Regions from separate parts of the Mus musculus genome. Here regions 1, 2 and 3 are each linked to region 4. The links are chromatin contacts, called in public Hi-C and HiChIP or PLAC-seq maps. All regions are on one chromosome and are shown on one strand. Each heading gives the region's core, a stretch centred on a gene start, on an enhancer-like site or on the middle of the called end of the contact. The rest is flanking DNA. Distances are from core to core; before and after follow the strand shown.

The links. Hi-C and Micro-C count contacts between places; a contact is called where the count stands out from the background. HiChIP or PLAC-seq counts read pairs in DNA pulled down with a chosen protein or histone mark.
Region 1: a Hi-C map of CD4 T cells shows a contact between it and region 4, with 4 times the contacts expected there. The contact joins the promoter of Ell here to the promoter of Ccdc124 in region 4. A contact is called at or near these places in 2 of 39 promoter capture datasets (embryonic stem cells and pre-B cells), 3 of 484 Hi-C or Micro-C datasets (CD4 T cells, natural killer cells and uterus), 2 of 115 datasets of contacts at active chromatin or transcription factors (memory CD8 T cells and pancreatic cancer cells) and 1 of 9 other capture datasets (liver).
Region 2: an HNF4G HiChIP or PLAC-seq map of pancreatic cancer cells shows a contact between it and region 4. The contact joins the enhancer-like site here to the promoter of Ccdc124 in region 4. A contact is called at or near these places in 7 of 115 datasets of contacts at active chromatin or transcription factors (the NIH/3T3 cell line, astrocytes, embryonic midbrain and 4 more).
Region 3: an HNF4G HiChIP or PLAC-seq map of pancreatic cancer cells shows a contact between it and region 4. The contact joins the enhancer-like site here to the promoter of Ccdc124 in region 4. A contact is called at or near these places in 2 of 39 promoter capture datasets (pre-B cells and stem cell-derived epiblast-like cells), 3 of 484 Hi-C or Micro-C datasets (CD4 T cells, neutrophils and uterus), 2 of 115 datasets of contacts at active chromatin or transcription factors (memory CD8 T cells and pancreatic cancer cells) and 1 of 9 other capture datasets (liver).

Annotation. Positions count from the first base shown.
Region 1 is chr8:70,537,914-70,541,426 of GRCm38.p6, forward strand. It overlaps Ell (elongation factor RNA polymerase II), which reads left to right and starts at 1,762. Exons shown (of 12, transcript NM_007924.2): 1 at 1,762-1,928. The coding sequence starts at 1,794. It overlaps Gm51534 (a long non-coding RNA gene), which reads right to left and starts at 1,616. Exons shown (of 2, transcript XR_003947400.1): 1 at 1,555-1,616.
Region 2 is chr8:71,321,445-71,324,618 of GRCm38.p6, forward strand. It overlaps Myo9b (myosin IXb), which reads left to right. Exons shown (of 40, transcript NM_001142322.1): 4 at 338-400; 5 at 1,490-1,589; 6 at 1,821-1,921; 7 at 2,420-2,549. Among named protein-coding and RNA genes, the nearest start is that of Use1, 44 kb to the right of the region's middle. Within about 2 kb of position 1,692, at least 23 of the 459 cell types and tissues checked have an H3K27ac peak or open chromatin away from gene starts, as enhancers often do. A contact at or near this core is called in pancreatic cancer cells, where this site is marked.
Region 3 is chr8:70,517,396-70,520,636 of GRCm38.p6, forward strand. Kxd1 (KxDL motif containing 1) reads right to left here. Exons shown (of 5, transcript NM_029366.2): 2 at 2,542-2,666; 3 at 970-1,122. The coding sequence starts at 2,642. Among named protein-coding and RNA genes, the nearest start is that of Kxd1, 4.2 kb to the right of the region's middle. Within about 2 kb of position 1,861, at least 10 of the 459 cell types and tissues checked have an H3K27ac peak or open chromatin away from gene starts, as enhancers often do. A contact at or near this core is called in pancreatic cancer cells, where this site is marked.
Region 4 is chr8:70,871,273-70,874,844 of GRCm38.p6, forward strand. Ccdc124 (coiled-coil domain containing 124) reads right to left here and starts at 2,218. Exons shown (of 5, transcript NM_026964.3): 1 at 2,187-2,218.

The DNA of each region.
Region 1 (3,513 bases), core at 512-3,011, 330 kb before region 4:
CGCACTATGAAATACCCACAAAGACAAGCAGATCAGAGTTGCCAGGTGACAGAGAGGGAACAGGAAAAACTGCAAATGAGGACCAGGCTTTCCTTTGATAGAAATATTCTGGAACAGTCAGTGGTGTCGGTTGTGCAACATTGAGTACGTGTTGGATGTTGCGTTAAGAGTTGTTTATTGGAAAACCAGCGCGTGACGTGTGGGATATTCATCCAGTTGTTGAACTTTTAGCATCAGACATAATCAGCACTTCATCCTGTTTCCACAGTTCTTGCCCTGGTTCTGGGGATCCCCCCTATTAGCTGGACCGGGCAAGCCCACGCCCACTTGGTTTATGTAACCACGCCCACCACAAGCCTCAACAGACGCCCACTCCGTCCTGGTGCGAGCAGGCCTGGCACTTGACCCTCTGGAGAGCTGTGCCTAGACTCCACCCAAGGAACGCGGAAAAAAAGCATAAATATCAAGCTGAAAGGCCCAAGTTCAAGTGTTAAGGGTTCATGAGTAACACATGTAGCGGCGAGGTTAGGAGCTTGGAAAGATGGAACCGTCAGCTCTTATACTTATGAGCGGGTGGGGAATAGGCCACGTCGGTCAAGCGGTCAGGGATCTTAAGTCAGTTGGGTGGGAAACCCTTGAAAATTGGTTTTTGAAACGCGGCAGCGGCAACTCCTGAATAACTCAGCTTGCCCAGCGGCTGAGGCTTCTGGGGAGGGCCTCGGGAGCTTGGGGTCTGACTATGTAGCCCAGTGCATGAACTGAAGTAGGGCAGACCCTGCGACTGCGGGGGGCGTATCAGTTGGGCGTTTGGCGGGCAAGCGGTGGTCTGGGAAAATCAGCAAGCACGGGGTGGGGGAGTGGCCACGCCTGCTTCATGAATAATACAGCAAGTCGGTAGGCGGGCTTTACGGGAGTTTGGGGGCGTGGCCAAACGCGGAGCGCTTGGGGAGCAGTTCCTCGGTGACGCAGGGTTCCATGGGCGTTTGGGGGCGTGGCATAGGGCTGGTAGAGGAGGCGGGCTTCAACGCGTGTAGGCGTGGCTAAATATGTTTCTTTAAGGTGATTTTTTTTTCACTGGGGGCGGGGTGGGCTCGCTGCATATGAGTGACCATCTAGATCTGGCTGGCAACTGCGAACAAACGTGTTCGTCGTCGCGGCCTGGCAGTCTACCAACACGTCGGAGATCACGGCCAGTTTCTCATAAATAACACACTCACGCGACAGGTCGCGAGGCTGAGAGGGCTTTGCTGGGTTTGGGATGAGGATGGGTTTCCTGCAGTCTTGGGGTCGAGGCTGCCTTCGTCTCATGAATAATGCAGGAGGAGTCGTCAGGTAGGAGGAGCCTGTCTGTGAACTGGCGCACGCGCATGGGAGTTGTTTGCAAGGGAGGGAAGTTTCTTAGAGAGCTCTGAAGAGCTGTTTTAAGGCTATGACTGGCCTCGCGAGACCCTTAGGGAGTGGCCAGTTGCGCTGTGGTTAGTTTTTGAAGGCGGGTTTGGAGCGCGCGGGAAGGCGTGGCTAACCTCTCTTCTTGAATAATACAGCAAGACTCACAGTCTCCGGTCCCGAGAGCGGGCCTGTAAGTGCTTGGGGGCGTGGCCATCTGTGCGGGCCCGAGGCAAAATGTTCCTCAGCTCTGTCAAAGAAGGCACGCGCGCCCGGAGTGGGGCGTGGCTATGCTGGCCTCATGAATAATGCAGCACGTCGGCGGGCGGCGCGGCGGGGCGGGGCGGGTCAGGCCGGCGTGCGGGCGCAGTCGCTGAGGAGGGGGGCGGGGGAGTGATGGTTGCAAGATGGCGGCGCTGAAGGAGGCTAGGAGTTACGGGTTGTCGTGTGGGCGCGTGAGCGACGGCAGCAGGGTGTCGGTGTTCCACGTGAAGCTCACCGACAGTGCTTTGAAGGCTTTTGAAAGCTACCGGGCCCACCAGGTGAGCTTTGCGGCGTCCTGGCGGGTAGGCTGCGCCGTGGGGAGACACTTGCGGGGACCTGTGGGGGACAAGGCCGCGCGTCCACACCTGGCGATACCTTGACCAGCCCCAGTGACATCCTTCAGGTTGGCTCTACTCTTGTCTCTTTTTTTAAAAATAGGTCCTTTCTATGTAGCTCAGGTTGTCCCTGAACTGACGGCCATCCTCCTGCCTTAGGTTCTTAAGTGCTGGGATGACAGGTGTGTTTGGATCCACTCATAGAAGGGGTAGTTTGACAGAAACTTACTGCCTGGCCCCAGATCCTGCCACTCTTGTAACCCTGTTTCCCTGGATATTTTGGACAAGGCTGTTGTGTTTTTCTCACCGACGGAGGTGGTTGTGTTAGCCATGGGGGCTTCCTCCCCTGGGCACTCAGCAGGAGGCAACTGTAGCCACCACACTTGGTCTCTCCATTTTCCACTCTTCATCTGGGAGAAATTCCAGGCTTTTTGGTACTGCCTCCTGGCTTGGGAGTGGGGTTAGGGATCCTGGCTGTGTCCCTCTTTCCTGTGCCTCACTCTGGGTCACACCTTGATGCCCCACCCAAGCCACGGTATCACCCTGCATCCATCCACTGAGACAGAAGTTGCAGGACCCCAGGGGAAGTGGCTTGAGGGTTCATCTTACTAAAGTGACTGGGGTGTTGAGTCTGTGTCTGGGATGTGTGTTTGCCTGTGCTGGCTCGGGGGGTGTTGACGCGGTCGAGTGAACAGAGAGTAACTAGGAAAGAATGTGGTTTTCTTCCTGCCCAGGACATGTGCTGCACCATTGGCCAAGCCAGGAATTTATTCCCCATTCAGTGATCTGGGGAGCCTACCTCTTCCTGCATGTCTTCCCTTCACTTCTTTGAGCCACTTCCTGCCCGTGCCCGGGTTTTAGTTTTTTCCTTCCTAGAACAGGTTGAATCTCTTTGGAAAAAGTCCTTCTTCCCTTGTCAAAAGGGGCAGAAAGTGCCCCTGCAGGTGAGAAGGAAGAGGTGGTGAGGATTTGGGTGGCAGCCACTGAGTGACCAGCCCAGCCACTCTTCCTGGTTAGAATTCCAACCTGTAGTCTTTCCCCTTGGGCCATTCTGACTAGTCCTGGAGAACCAGGGCTTTTCTCAGAAACAGCTGGGCCAGAGCATGAGTCACTGCTGTCAGGTGAACTTGGTACCTGGTGGCAGTCGCTGGCCCTTGCTCTGCCACCCCTACAGCCTTCTCCAGCACCGCTGTCATACTGTTATTTTTAATTTTGCTGTGCATTACATCCCCTATCGAAGCCTGGTCTTCCTCTTGTGAGGGCACTTGTGGAATTGCAGGCCACTGTGCTCGGGCCCTGAGGAAGCCAGTTGTGTCTAGCTGTTTGACTACCAACCATAAGGGACTCTGTGTCTTGTGGCTGACAGCATTCAGTTTTGGGACAGTCCAAACCTGTGTTTATCTGGAAAGCTGACAGGGCACTTACTGGCAAGGCGACTTTGGAGTGTAATCTGTGGTCAGCATCAGAGCTTCACTCTATCCTAGGCTGCTGTCAAACCCATGACTCTTGACTCTAGGTGCCAAGGTGG
Region 2 (3,174 bases), core at 442-2,941, 450 kb after region 4:
CATCTCCTCTACACTGCAAGTTAGAGACCAGCCTGGGCTATATGAGAGCCTGGATGAAATGAAGGAAGAAAGAACAACCGTACAGTATCCAAATCAAGGTCTTGGCTTAGACATAAAGAATGGCCACAGAATCCTACAGTAAGGATCTCAGGGAGTGAAGCCCTGCCTAGAATTGCCCAGTGAGGGCTAGAAGAGTGGCACAGTGCTAACAGTGTTTCCTTGAAATTTATGGTTCTTGATTGCATCATCAACTCTGGTTGAAACAAAATGTTTAGTGTTAAAGAAATATCAACACTAAAATGTAATATCTTTTTTCCCTCTTTTTCTTTTATGACAGAGCTGTTGTGGAAAAATACCTTCTTGAAAAGTCTCGCCTGGTTTCCCAGGAGAAGGATGAGCGGTAGGGCATGATTCATTTCTTCTTTTTTAATATGTATGGGTGTTTTGCCTGAGTGTCTGTAAGTACACTGCCTGTGTGCCTGGTAACCTGGGAGGTCAGAAGAGGGCAGTAGGACCCCTGGAAGAAGAGTTACAGGGGATTGTTAACCAGCATGTGGATCCTGGGAACTAACGTGGGTCCTCTGTAAGAATGGCCAACTCTCTAGCACTTGGGATATGGTATTTGGCACAATACAGTCCTACTCAAGCTCACAGGGTGAAGTAAGTGTTCCGGGCCCCTTAGGGGAAGCCGTGGTTGGAGTCTAAACTTACCCTCTCCTTCCGTTCCACACACTTGCTGCCATGGGCTCCAACCTTTCGCCCATTACAGCCCACCCTGAGAATTGATGCCCCAGGCTATTTAGTGCCATCTGGAACTATATCCTGGTAATACCTCAGAGCTGGCACAACTGCACAGTCTGTGAGCCAGCACTTAGATGCTGAGGCAGGAGGATCTATTAGTTCCAGGCCAGGCTGGGCTAGAGGGTAAGGCCCTGTCTCCCAGCAGCAAACTGGTGTCAACTAGTCAGTGAGACTTCTGCCCTAGCTCCGCTCACCCGAGAAGTTCCCACTTTCTAACAATACTTAAAACTTTGATATTTCTTATTAAGACAGGGTCTCTCTGTATAGCCATGGTCTCCTCCAACTCACTCTGTAGACCAGGCTAGCCTCAAACTCACAGAGATTCTCCTGCCTCTGCCTCCAGAGTGCTTGGTGTTTTAGGTGTGCACCATCACATTGACCAATACTATTTTTTGTAATTATATTTTTATATCTGTTTATTTCAGTGTGTGTGTGTGTGTGTGTGTGTGTGTGTGTGTGTGTGTGTGTGTGTGTGTGTGTACATACATGTGTGGTTAAAGGATAACTTCAGGGAGTCAGTTCCCTCTTTCTACCAAATGTGTCCCAATGATTGAACATGGGGGTCCTCTGACTTGGCAACTGGTGGCTTCACCAGCTGAGCCATACCCCCCACACTATAACCTTTTGATGTACCCTTTCCTTTGCTGTGGGCCTGGCTGGGCACTGACTCTCTGCTGGTCACCTACAGGAACTACCATGTGTTTTATTATCTGCTGCTGGGTGTCAGTGAGGAGGAGCGCCTGGAATTTCAGCTGAAGCAGCCTCAAGACTATTTCTACCTCAACCAGGTAAACAGCTACAGCCATGGCGCCACCACTGTACCCAAGGCTGTCTGCCACAGGGAGGTCAGAGGCTGCCAGCCTGGCCATGCTGGGCCCCAGCCCAGCCCTGAGCACACACACACAAAGGCAGCCATTCATTCCCAGCCCTGGCCTCCTCCTGTCCATCCTGACTCTCCCTGCTCTCTGCCCTCCCAGCAGGAAGTGCCAAAGTGCCCACGCCTTTATTTTATTTTTCAGCATAACTTGAATATTGAAGATGGAGAAGACCTCAAACATGACTTTGAAAGGCTTCAGCAGGCCATGGAGATGGTGGGCTTCCTGCCTGCCACCAAGAAGCAGTAAGTGGGCTGCTGAGCCACCTGGTGACAACCAGTTCCTCTGGAAATCAGACAGGCAGCCCCATAGAGAGTAGGCGGGATCCCATGTAGAACACAGGTGAGGGCTGCAGCCATGAGCTGGGGGGCAGCTGTTCAGACCAATTGAAGATCTGCACAGCTGCCATCCTTATACTAGAGAGATTTCGGGCATGAAGGTTGTATGTTCAAGGTCAGCCTTTGCTGCATAGTGAAGCCTAATCTTAAAGAAATAAAGGCAAAAGAGAGATGCTTGGAAGTTCAACACCAGTCTGATCTCTATACTGAGTTCAAAACGAGCCAAAGCTAAACAAAACCCTATCTATTAGCAAACACAAGCAAAAAAGTTTAAGTTTGCATCAGTGCTTGACAGTGGGACTCAGGAGTGGGTACAGGAGTGTGAAGTGGAGAGCACCCTTAGCCAGGCTCTGCAGCAGAAACAAGTACAGATGATGCAGACTGCAGTAACCTCTCCTGTCCCAGGATCTTCTCTGTCCTCTCAGCCATCCTGTACCTTGGCAATGTCACCTACAAGAAGAGAGCCACAGGCCGAGATGAAGGCCTGGAGGTCGGTCCTCCAGAGGTGTTGGACACCCTCTCCCAGCTCTTAAAGGTACCTCCTGTCTCCACCATTCTTTCTTGCCCTTGTTTCTTGGCTGCAAAATGAGGCAGCCTGCCTAGCCCAAGACAGTGGCAGCCTCTCAGTACAGGGGACAAGTGGGGGACTTCTGTCTACTGCATACTTCCTCCTGTCATCTCTGAGCTGTCCCTCTCTTGCTGCTGTCTGTGTATGTCTGGCTACATGCACTGTGTAATAGGAGAGGTGCTGGGTTCCACTCTTCCAGCGGGTGGAGCTCAGTCCTTAGCACCCTCACATCCACTGTGACTGCAGCTCCAGGACATGGGAAGCCACTGCCCTCCAGGCCCCCTTCATTCCCATGAGCATAGCCACACACACAAAATTAAATGTAAAGAAATGAAACCATAGTTTGCAAGGCTGAGGCTGTAACTGGTGACAGAGGGCTTGTCTAGTGTACAAAACGCTCTGTTGCATCCTAGCACCACATAAATCTGATGTGCTGACACACACTTGTCATCCTGGCACTCGCAGGGAGATAAGTTCAGGCTCAGCCAGGGCTCTGTGAGACCCTGTCCCCAAAAAACATAAATTGGGGACTGGAGATGCTCAAAAGGGACATGGGTTTGATTCCCGGCACCCATATGGCACCTCACAACCA
Region 3 (3,241 bases), core at 611-3,110, 350 kb before region 4:
TTACTTTGTCCCCTTAGGTCCCAAGGCCAGAGCCTTGGGCTGAGGGAAAAAAAGGGCATATGTGTGATCTGGATCCCATGGTCTTGGCTGTTCTGGGTCTGGGCAGCTGGCTGCAGGTGTGTCCACTGCAGTGATAGGTAAGGCTGGGAAGTACATCTGAAGGAGCACCTAAGTGCCACAGACATGGGTATCATGGTCCAGGAGCCAGCACCACTGTGGGAAGACCCAACCAAACCTGCCTCTATCCAGGATGGACCCGGGTCCCTGGTGTTCTGCTGGCCAGCCAGCTAGAAGTGGAGGGCCTGGCCTGTCTACCCAACTATAACCTCTCCTGACTTATATTTGGGTCCCAGCTACGTAGCACAGTTATCAAATAAAAGGGAAAGTCACAACTGGGTGTTTAAATGCCTACGCCTTCAATCCCAGCACCCATGAAGCAGAGGCAGATGGATCTCTGGGTTTGAGACCAGCCTATTCTACAGAGGGAGTCCCAGAACAGCAAAGGCTACACAGAGAGAAACCCTGTCTCAAAAACAAGTGGGAGTGGGTGGGATTGGAGGCGGGGTGGGGGTGGGGGGTAGACTCACTACTTCCAGATTACTCCCTCAGAGGTCAGATCTACCTTGTAAAACAACCAGAATTCTCTGGGCTGGAGAAGACAGAGGGCAGAGCCAGTGGAGAGAAGAGGAGGGAGCCTCAGAGGGGAGGGAGGAGAGAGTGTAGGGCAAGGACTTAAGGGGAAAGGTGTGGCTTCAGAAGACACTAAGGAGGCAGAGGCTAGCAAAGGCTCCTGGGTAAAATCTGGGAGGTGATAGGCAGAGCTTCAGAGTGGAGGAGCTGGACATCTAAAGCAAGTTGGGTGACAGACAGAAAGGGCTAATAGTGGGGTATTGGGGAATAGTGGTTTGGGGAAGATGTGCTTGCTTGTAAGACAGGCTGAGGAGGCATCTGGCTGGGGGGAGGGGCCACCTGATCCTTCGGAAAATGCTGTCCAGATCCCGTTTCATGTCCACCAAGGTGCGGGTATGGTGCATGAAGCGCTCACTCATCTGTTGCAGCCGCACACTGGACAGATTGTTGAAGTTCAGAAGCATCTCGTTGGTTTTCTCGAAGCGGTCCAGCCTAGGGGGAGAGGGCAAGGGCCTTTGCATCAGGCCTAGGAGCCCCCTCAGCCCGAGCTAATCCCTGAGAGTCACAGCCTCTGCATTTAATTACAGAGCCAAGGCCTCAAGAATTCTATCTACTGTTCAGATCACCCAACTCCTGCTCAGCTGAAAGCCCTATTCAGAGGTACTCTTTGTTGCAGCCTGACTCCTTCACGGAGTTCTTTAGCATGCATTAGTTCTGACAGGATGCTGCCTGGTCTGGGAGCTACTTCATGTTCTAAACAGACCTTAAATGGCCTCTAGAGAAGCACTATGATTATAGGCTTGTGCCACTACATCCAGTCACAAAGCTGACATGTGTTTATTTATTAGCTGACCTTTTTGTTTGTTTGTTTTGAGACAGGATTTCTCTGTGTAGTCCTGGCTGTCCTGGAACTCACTTTGTAGACCAGGTTGGCCTCAAACTGAGAAATCTGCCTGCCTCTGCCTCCCGAGTGCTGGGATTAAAGGTGTGCGCCACCACGCCTGGCTAGCTGACCTTTTATAAGATTTTTTTTTTTTTTTTTTGAGTCAGTATCTCACTATGTAGCCTTGACTGGCTTGGAGCTCATGAATGAAGGAGTTAAAGCTGTGCGCCACTGCACCAGACCCAGACTTATTTTCTATTCTGTACTTGGCCTGTGTTCCTCTGTGGAACATGTATATATAGTGCTTACAGACGCCAGAAGGTGTGGGACCCAGGGAACATGAGTCACAGTTGTGAGCCGCCTTTCTCAGAATCACTCACTCCTCAAGCTGACTGCTCCTTGTTACACTGTGTAAACCCCAAGTCAATCCCAAGGGCCAGGACAGTTCCCGTTTGATTTTGTCACTGTTAGTCTGGGAGTTTACGTGACCATATCCGAACCTAACCTAAAGAACCAGGAGAGAATCCTGGCCATGGTGACAAAACCTAAAAAAACAAAACAAAACCCCCAAACAGGAAATAATGAAGTAAATAATCTGAGGCAGAGAGCCCTAGAAGACTGCCGCATCTGGCTGAAGGCTGTGTTATGAACATGGAGCTAGCTACTAGAACGGACTTGGAGCATCTGCATGCTTAGCAAACACCACCAAGTCACCTTCAAAAGCTAAATTCAGGGTGAAGCTGTCCCAGCAAGGGAATGAAGCATCCTGAACAAGGCTCCCTGCATACCCAAACTGGGCTCTGGGTGCCAATGCCAAAAGCTAGCCCAGAAGAGCCTCTGAGTATTCCTGTCTCTCCAGCCCTCCCAGCCCTGGCCTGGGGACAGAACCACTTGGCCCTGTCATGCACAGCTCCAAGATCTGATCCCATGCCAAGATTAGAGCCTGGAGCTCGTTTTCTTTACCACATCCTGGGCAGGGCTTGGGGGAGATAGTAGGACCCTTCCCATGCCTCCCATGGCCTGCTCACATATTCTTCTGGGCCAGGATTATGGCATTGACATCATCAGTGTTCACCATGCTGAGGAAGCGGCCACAGAAGACCCTTGAGGCTGAGTCTGGGGTGTCCATCTCTTTCTCCTCCGCCTCCAATGCCTGAAATGAGCAGAACAATGTGAGGTCAGCACGAGACAGGTGATGTCAAGAACTCATCATGTCCCCTAACACATCACCCCAGCTGGAAATATGGGGTGTTTGGGAGCCTAGCAGGAACACATCCCAATAAAACATAAGCCTGGAGGGCAGAACATGGTAGCACACTTGTTGATTCCAACATTGAAGAAGCTAAGGCAGGAGGACGGAGACTTAAGCTACCTGGGGGCTGAAATTTTCACTCTGCCACCCTCCATAGCTCACACTGGACCAAACCCCAGAACTCTCCACAGGCACAGCTGGGCATGTCATTTCTCCTTTCATTGTCCACACTAGGTTCTGCAAGGCGGTCACTCCACCTTCTCTTAAGCTCTGTGCCTGCCTAGCTTCAGGTCAGTCTTTTTTATGGAACACGGCTATAGTACTCACATGATAGAGGACAGACTACAGAGACTGAGTTTCCTGATGCAGAGCCTAGGGTGTCAAGACACCCGGGCTAGCTACAGGTGGCCACAGATAGGACACAAAACTCAGATCCTCTTCCAGTCCAGCAAGTGCTCTGTGGCATCTCTGCAGTC
Region 4 (3,572 bases), core at 968-3,467:
GTGGGGTGCTCAGGCATCCCCAGGGTAAGTGACCAAACTGAGGAGTCTGGCCTTCAGGTGAGGGGAGCACCCCTGTTCCTGTCAGGTGTGGTGGTGTGTCCCTGGGAGGCTGAGGCATGGGGACCAGAAGTTTCAGGCCATCTTAGCTACACAAAGAAAGAACCACACCCAGCATGCACTGGCTCAAGGGCTGCAGCCCACTGGGCCTCAGACTTATGCACCGAGCTCCCGCCCAGTGCTTCAGAGTGAGGGAGACAGTTCTGAGTGGCCGGGGACCACCAGGGAATTCCCACCCTCAGGCCCTCTGTTCCCTCTACAGGAGACCCTGTGCATCCTATCAGGAGACACTCCCCACAGACAGCTCAGAGCATGCAAAGGTCCAGTGGCAGGAATGAGGCTGTGTGTTCATTGGGGTCCATGGAAGCTCTGGTGGGTGAGTGAGGGGTAGGAAAGAGGAGGGGGCAGGGCTGGGGACACACTCCTATCTGGCTTACAAAGTCCCATTCAGCTCCCGTGGGCACTGCTGGGTGTGAACACCATGTGGGCAGGGATCATGAGAGCAGGCTATGAGGCCAGTTCATGAAGGGTGAGGGCCCTGACTGGCTCCTAAGCACTGTCTGGCCTCAAATGGGCCATCAGACAAAGCGCAAGGAGGACCGTGGCAACTTGGGTCCCTGTGGTCAAGGCGCTCCTGTTGGCCTCAGTTTTCTCATAGGGATGCTGTGAATTCTGACCCCGTATCATGGGGTAGGCACCCCAGCTGGACCCCAAACAGTCCCTGACTCCCAAGCTCCTCACTAGGTCTTCCCTGTGAGAGGCACACCTGCCTCGTTTGAGCCTTCAAATACACCCACCAGCCCTGCCCTCAGGACCTCACACCCAGCCTGAAACTTTCCATCCTCCTGCCTCAGCAGGATGACAGGCATGCAGCATTATGCTGGGCTCATGTTTCTCTTCTAACCCAATAAACTCCTGCTGAAACTTCAGGGCAAGGCTGGCTGGGACTAGAGGCATGGCTGCCACGCTGGGACAGGTGGATACCTCTAAGCTCCAGGCCAGCCTAGGCCATACAGAGCATCCCTCAAGAAACAAACCAGGGTGCTGGTGAGATGGCTCAGTGGTTAAGAGCACTGACTGCTCTTCCAAAGGTCCTGAGTTCAAATCCCAGCAACCACATGGTGGCTCACAACCATCCGTAACAAAAATCTGATGCCCTCTTCTGGAGTGTCTGAAGACAGCTACAGTGTACACACATATAATAAATAAATCTTGAAAGAAAGAAAGAAAGAAAGAAAGAAAGAAAGAAAGAAAGAAAGAAAGAAAGAAAGAAAGAAAGAAAGAAAGAAAGAAAGAAAGAAAGAAAGAAAGAAAGAAAGAAAGAAAGAAAGAAAGGAAGAAAGAAAGAAAGAAAGAAAGAAAGAAAGAAAGAAACCAGTTCAGGTGTAGCACCAGAGAAGGCCGACCAAGAGCTCCTGACGTTCCCAGACCGGAAATTTCTCTTTAAGGCATTTGGTGGTGGCGTTGTGGGTGTGTGGGTGTGGAGTGGGTATCCGGAGTCATTTGTATCCAGAAAGAGCCTCGGTATCTTGCCCAGGCTATCCTGGAACTCAGAATCTTCCTGACTGAATGTCTACTGTATATATGTCATTTAACAAACCATCGTCATCAGCAAGTTGGGGGCATTAAGGAGTCCGCGAGCACGGACAGCAAAGGACCCTCCTCACTAGGGACCTGATCAGATCCGCACCACCACCTCAGTTTCCGGACCTACCTAGGGTCCGAGGCCGGGCATCGTGGGCCCACGCCTGTGATTCCAGCACTTAGCAATGCTGAAGTAGGAGAATTACACTGAGTTCGAGGCAGCCTAGACTACAAAATGAGCCCAGGACTCTAAATAATCCCCTTCGAAAAGTGCCTACGTGGTTCCCCATGACTGCCAGGCCGCGCGGCAGGAGGAAAGTGACAGAAAACTCCTACTCCTCCTCCTCCAGGAAGCCCTCCCGGCTCGACCTGGGCCGGAAACTGGCTGAACTCCCCGCGAGCTTCTGCGCCTGCGCGCTGGGAGCACCCACCACCGGGCACCCCATCTCCAGTTCCGCCTTCCCGCCGGCAGGACCCCCAGGCCGAGCCGCGCCCGCCCAGCGTGCCCCGCAACCCGGCTCCGCCCGCGCCACAGCCGTTCCTACCTCTTCCCCCGGCACCGGCTCGGTCGCGTGTCAATGACGTCGCCGCGCCTGCGTACTCAACTTTCGGTGGCGCTCTACTCATGACGTTCTCGAATGCCGCCATCTTGGTAGAGTCTGTAGGAGTTTTTCTCTGAGCCAAAATACTAAACCAGTGTTGCCAGCTCTCCTTCTTTCCAAGCAAAATGTTTTCAAGAATAACACGTTATCGGCCCATCTCAGATATTGGTGAACAAAAACGGAAGATAAACGCTAAACTCCATAACGGTGACCTCACCAAGATGGCCGCTGCCCGGAGAAAAGATGGGGAGGCCGGCCCCAGCCCTGTGGCGACGGCCGGGATGTGGTTGCTGTGCCACCAGGGGGCGTCAGTGGCCCACCCGGGGTGCGGGCCTGGCTGCTCTGGGCTCTTTGTCAGGCCAATGGCTCCTCCAACTCAGGGCAAAAGTGAGAAGACATCCCTTGCCCTGTCTGAGTCGGGAAACTGAGGGTCAGACGGAGTAGAAGTTGGATTAGACTAAATGCAACCGACATGGCCGTCATGGTGTCATTCATTCCAGCACTATGGGGCCCGAAGCAGAAGGACTGACTGCAGACCTAGGCCGAAAGTGACACTATCTCAAAAATAATTGAACATAACTGAATTGCTAAATAAATCACAAGCCGGCGCGGGGCGGTGGTGGCGCACGCCTTTAATCCCAGCACTCGGGAAGCAGAGGCAGGCGGATTTCTGAGTTCGAGGCCAACCTGGTCTACAGAGAGTGAGTTCCAGGACAGCCAGGGCTACACAGAGAGATCCCAGCTGCTCGGCGTCCGCTGCTGCCCGAGTCAGCCCCCGCCTTGTTGCTGAAGCCGACTGGCACTGCTTAATCTTTTGCTTTTCTTTACTCCCCCCTCCCCTAGTTCTTTTTTGATGCTTCTGTTGCTTCATTGACGATTAACTTCATCTTAGTCTGCAATACTTAGGATTTTGTGCATCTCTGACACAGTTACTGCCACATCCGGTCATCCTTGGAGTTTCTGGAGCCGTGAATGACCCTGAACTGGTCCCCCTGCCTCATTGTCCCAGGCGCTGGAATGGCAGGCATGGCCCTGTAGGAAAGAAAGCAGAAGGTTCAGTTCGAGGAGTCTATTACTGTGAGCGGGAATGCAGAGCAGGAAAGATGGCTTTGCGGGAAGAGGCGCTGCCCCATCCTCACCCTAACAGCAGCCGGAGCTGGCTCCCCGTCCGTGTGGTGGACTTTGAGAAGCACAAAAGGAAAGGCACACAACTCTCGGCGTGGTGTTTCAGTTTGTGGACTGCTAATGTTGGCTTTCTTGGGCCTTTTGCAGGTGATCAGCCTCTGCAGTGACTGCACGGACCCCAGAGGAGGATGGCCTCCTGTTGAG